Regions from separate parts of the Macaca mulatta genome. Here region 1 is linked to region 2. A link is a contact called in public Hi-C data. All regions are on one chromosome and are shown on one strand. The core of a region is the stretch at or near the end of the contact, and the rest is flanking DNA. Distances in the headings are between cores, read along the strand shown.

The links. A called contact is a pair of places that touch in the nucleus more often than the background predicts.
Region 1: a contact with region 2 is called in a Hi-C map of fetal cortical plate, with 3 times the contacts expected there. The contact joins the promoter of HMGCS1 here to the promoter of ZNF131 in region 2. A contact is called at or near these places in 4 of 14 Hi-C or Micro-C datasets (cortical neurons, fetal cortex germinal zone, fetal cortical plate and 1 more).

The regions. Positions count from the first base shown.
Region 1 is chr6:44,520,121-44,522,820 of T2T-MMU8v2.0, forward strand. HMGCS1 (3-hydroxy-3-methylglutaryl-CoA synthase 1) reads right to left here and starts at 1,332. Exons shown (of 10, transcript NM_001260869.1): 1 at 1,219-1,332. It overlaps LOC144341405 (a long non-coding RNA gene), which reads left to right and starts at 1,515. Exons shown (of 2, transcript XR_013418324.1): 1 at 1,515-1,710.
Region 2 is chr6:44,319,037-44,321,736 of T2T-MMU8v2.0, forward strand. ZNF131 (zinc finger protein 131) reads left to right here and starts at 1,429. Exons shown (of 7, transcript XM_078004726.1): 1 at 1,429-1,651; 2 at 2,570-2,700.

The DNA of each region.
Region 1 (2,700 bases), core at 82-2,581, 200 kb after region 2:
AATAGTATCTGTGCAATAAAGTCCAAAACCCATCTCAGAAGGAAAAATCTGTTAACTCTAGGAGCACTTCCATTTGTCTTAATTTTGTTGTTTATCTTGTCAATTGTTTTTCATGATTCATGCCTGAAACAGAGCAAATGTTAGTTAGCAGCAGCCAGAACACATCATCCTACTGCAGCAGGTGGCAAGATCATCCTCGGGAAGGTGGGGAGCTGCAGCAGAGGTGAGCGGTGAAAGCAGCCAGTGATGCCTTAAGGCTAAGGCCACAGGGAAAAGCATGACAAACAAGCACAACCTCACATTATCTGTTCCCCAAATCCCTCCTCCAGAGTGATCAGAATAATCATTTCTCTACCACTGGTCCAGGCCGGACGTGCGTTTTCAAAGACTCCATATACTTGCTTTGAAATATCCTTAGCTTAATCTAAAACCTATTTGTGTGAGGACTCTGTGAGTGCCTGCCCATTACATTGTATCACCTAAAGCTAGTCCTGAAGGTATTAGCAGGAGGGAGATGTGGGATTTCAGAACACCAAGGAAGCCTATTTTTTAAAACGGAGACATAAAAAAAATACGGAGGCACGAAGGCGGGAGGCAGTGATCTATGCGACTTGAAGCAAGTACAGACTGAGCCCCAATACTTAGCCAGGTCTAAATCACGGTTGTGAACGCTTTCTTGCACCTGAGCTGAGGAAGAAAAGTAATTCTACCCACTTCCCTTCTTTCCATCAACTCTATATGTGGCAGCAGGACACACCCCCTACGAACCTACCAGCCTGTCTAAAGAGGATCTTACCCATCCTTTGGCGTCCACCCTTAACCAAGGCTCTGGAAACGCCTCGGCAGCCCAACTCTCTTCTCTACCCTCCTGACACCCCCCACTTCCCTCTAGGCGGTCACAGCTGCCTCTCTGGCACCTCCAATTCCTATGTCGTTAGAATACCTAGACCTCAACGCCCTCTCGCGTTCTCCCCTCCGCGACTCGCCTGTGTCCTCGGCTCTTCTCAGATCCGCTACGGTCAGCCTCAGGTCCCTGGCGAGGGAGCCCCCGCCCGGCCCCACTCACGGTGCCCCATCCTCCCGGGCAAGGTCCACGCTTCCGTCCTGACCCAGAGCCCCAGCTCCTTCGGGCCTAGTCAAGGACACCGCCTCCGTCTAGCCCACACCCGCCCGCGGCACCTCCGCAGCCTAGCTCTACTCCACCGCGCGGACACTCACCAAGCGTGACCGAGAGGCAACAGAGGAAAGGGAGTGAGCCACGAAAGAACAGTCCGCGGCGCCTCCCCTCCGCCACCAGCTTTATAGCCGCCAACCCACCCGACTCCGGCACCGCCGAGAGTCGCTGGGAGGCGGGACGGTGGCTCCAGCAGCCAATCACGGCCAGTAGAGTTGCCCTGTAGCGCCCGCCCCCTAGTCCGGCTTCTACCAATCAAAAGGAAACTAGAGGCGGTGACTCGCTAGGATTTTCCCTCGTGGCTGGAAGGGCGGGGGGAAGGGGCGGGGACAAAGTCTCAGGGCCGAGGAAGTGGTGTGAGAGACTGACGTGGGGTGGCACGAGAGCCAACTTGCCAATGACGGAGCGGCAAGAGACGGCGAGAGCCAACGGGAGCGGAGTGAGAGATTCTCCGACCATTTGGGGCTAAGTGAGAGGAGATGCGAACCAATGGGTACTCCGCGTCCCACCACTGGAGAGATGGTCAAGTGTGGGAGGTGAGTTGGTCCCAGCTTGGGAGTCTGTCAGGTTGCCTAGCAACCAGAGCTAGGCTTCACCTGAAAGATTTCTGAAATACTGTACTTGATTTGAATTCAATCTTAACGTTTTCTAGCAAAGTGTGCCTAGATTACAAATTGGAGCAGAATATTTCACCCAGAACTTGTATATGTGTGAATATTCTAAATACCCGATTTGTAAATACTCAAATATTGTCTCCTTTATTCAAAACTACCTTGACTTAAAAAAATAAAACAAACAAACAAAAGGGCTATTGAGACAAAGCTTTCTAACTAAACCTAAAACAAGATAGTTTCAGGACTAGGCATCCGTGAGGAGGAGGGTGCAGAGCCGTGCCTGTGAAGGAAAGTTGATACTGAATTCAAGGATTTTTGCCAGGCCATGCACTCTGAGGAAAGGGACTCCATTTGGCCTGTTCCCCACTGTATCTTCTGAGCTTCATATGTGGTACGTGCCAAATAAAAGGCTGTGGAAAGGCCTCGTAATTGTCCGCATAGTAAATCCATCAGATACGGACTGCCTAGCTCCCCCAGCAAATAGAGAGGAACAATTCAAGCTAGAGGAAATAACTGAAACACTATTTGGGGGATCCAAAGGAGGACACTTATGGCTTTGCAATAAACTCTGCTTCTGTTTGGTCAGAGAGAGAAGCCATAATACTTAGCTTTGGTGGGGAACCATGAGTGAGGTTCGGAGTTGTTAGTGTCTCTCCCCATCTCAGTTTCATTAACAGGAATGCTATTGATAAGAGGTCATTGGTAATTCTGTGATTCACACAATTATTGTTATGGGAGATTTTTTAAACTACTGTACATGCTAATCTAGTAAGACACATTCTCAGCAGCAAAGTGGCAAAATATATTGGAAATGGAACCACTGTAAAGTGGTGGCATAAATGACTTGGGGGAAGAGGACCATTCAATGATGATTTCCATTCCACAGTATTGCCCATGACTCATTTCATACCT
Region 2 (2,700 bases), core at 179-2,678:
TTCACCATGTCACCCAGGCTGGTCTTGAACGCCTGGGCTCCAGCGATCCTCCCCGACTGGGCCTCCCAAAGTGCTGGAATTACAGGCCTGAACCACTGCGCCCAGCTTATCTCTAGATTCTGACCAGCTCTCTAGTTCCATTTTCCCCCATGGTTTCATCTACATTACTAACAGTCTCCCAATTGATCTCTACTCTTAGCAGCTTTTCCCATTTAATCTGTTCTCCACACTAAGGCTAGAATTATCTCTTTAAAAAGCAAACATTAGGATGTCACCATACGTCAAGGCTTCCCCTTGCAAAAAGAAAATCTAACATCTTCAACACTGTTTATAAGGCACCCTTGTGCGTCCAGCAACATTCTTTCAGTTTCCTGAATGCTATAATCCTGGTGCCTTTGCATGTGCTATACTTTTGGCTAAGAACACTTAGACTTCACATCACTTAAAAACATTATTTTGTTTTAATACAGATGGGGTCTCGCTATATGCCCAGGCTGGCCTCAAACTTCTGGGCTCAACAACTCCTCCCCAACTCCGCCTCTCAAAATGCTGGGATTACAAGCATGAGCCACCGCACCCGCCCATATCTCTTCTTACAGGTCAACTGGCTTTCCTTGACACCGAGTTACTTTGTTCTTCAGGTGTTGCAAAACTCATCAGTAAGCACCTAGGCAATTAGTGTTCAAAATATCTATGGACTCTACGACTTAAGATTCAGAAAGGCAGAAACCACATGTACCTTGTTCACAGCTCGATTTCTCAGTGCCTAGTACTAGGATTCTCAATACATGTCTGTTGAAATAATGATTACATTTTTAGCATATAGCTATTTGAGTTCCTCCCTAATCCCAATTCTCAAGTTCTTTGAGAAAAAAATAAATCTCAATTATAGAATTATCCTCAAAATTTATTTATATATATTTCTTTGGAGGAATCAAGGAAGCAGTCACATGCAGCTGACTGTGGGTCACTGGACTTTTTTTTTTTTAGACGGAGTCTCGCGCTGTCGCCCAGGCTTAAGTGCAGTGGCACTACCTCGGCTCACTACAATCTCCACCTCCCTGCTTCAAGCTGTTCTCCTGCCTCAGCTTCCCAAGTAGCTGGGATTACAGGCGCCTACCACCACGCCCGTATAATTTTTGTTAGTAAAGACGGGGTTTCGCCATGTTGGCCAGGCTGGTTTCGAACTGCTGACGTCATGTGATCCGCCCGCCTAGGCCTCCCAAACTGTTGGGATTACAAGCGTGAGCCACCGCGCCCGGCCTGGATTCTTTAATGGAGTGGGGAAGGTCTGCAGTAAGGGGATCCGGTGTAAATAATCCTGAGCAGCCCCAGGTCCTGAGCCCAGCAAACACGTGCTGCGGCCGGGCGCGGGGAGGGCGCGCTTCGCCGAGGAAGATCCCGGGCGGCCCGAACGTGCTCGCGCCCGTCGTTGCCGCTGCGGCGCCGCGGCCGCCCGGGTGCCCAACCGAGCGCACGTGCGCCAGCGGGCCCGAGCAGAAGGGGAGCCCCTATTCTCACGAAGAAAATGGAGGACGAGCCACGGGTTAGGGGTCAGGAAAGGTGTGGGGCGCATTATGCCCTGGGAGGGGAAAGCAGGGAACAAGAGGCTCTGAGGGGCCGAGAGGAAGGAGGACGGCCCACGAGCTAGGTAAGGCGGGTCGACCGAGGTCTCGGAAGGAAGGGGGCGGGGCAGGACGGGGCGGAAGGGGCCGCGCAGTAGCTGGGTTGAGGACGGTTGGCGAGTTCATTCTGGACTCGGGTCGGGAAGTGTCCGCCCCTGAAGTCAAGCTAGGGAGGGTGAGAGGTGGAAGGGCGGCGACTTATGTTCCCAGTTTCTGGCACTGCCAGGCCCTCCACGAGCTCAAATCGACCGCAGCCCAGTTCCTTCTCAGAGCTCAAGTCCTTGCCTCTCTTGAGCGCCAAATCCCCGCGCTGGGCCCCGCCCATCCACTGAGGGGTGTGGACAGGGGCGTGGCCCGTTCCTTTGCTGGTCGGCGCCCGGAAGGCGTCCGCGTCAGCCGGAGCTTGACGTGGTGACGCTGTGCGTCGACGTAAGTGACGCGCAAGCCTGGGCCGCTCCTCCTTCCCTCAGTGAGTGCCGGCCCGGTCGGGGCGGGGGAGAAGAGGGAGGGCGGGGGAGGGAGAGGCGACCCGAGAGTCGTTGTGGGTCGCGGGCCGGACCGGGTCCCGGGGCGGCGGGAGCCCCGGCCGGGCAGAAGGGCTTGGCGGGCCGTTAGAGGGCCGCCACCGCTGTCGAGTCCCCTCCCTTGTTGGACTTGCGCGCCCCGGCGCTTGGAGCCTCCGGCGCTGTGCCCACCCCGCTCCAGCTCGCGTCTCCCGACTCCAATTAGGTCAGGCTCGGAGTCCCGCGGCCGCGACTCCGGCCCCTAACGCGCCGCGGCCGCTCGGCTCGCCTTTCTTCCCTCGCCTTCTCTCCTCTTGCTTCACCCTCCCCCTTTCTTTTCACGTTGCTGGGTTTTTTTGTTGTTGTTTTATGCTTTAGGGGTTTTGTTCCTCGGCCCGAGCTCATGGGTGTATATTATCATGCTCTTCTTTTGTAGAGCAGCCCGATGGCCATGGAGGCTGAAGAGACGATGGAATGCCTTCAGGAGTTCCCTGAACATCATAAAATGATCCTGGACCGATTGAATGAACAGCGAGAGCAGGACCGCTTTACTGACATCACCCTAATTGTCG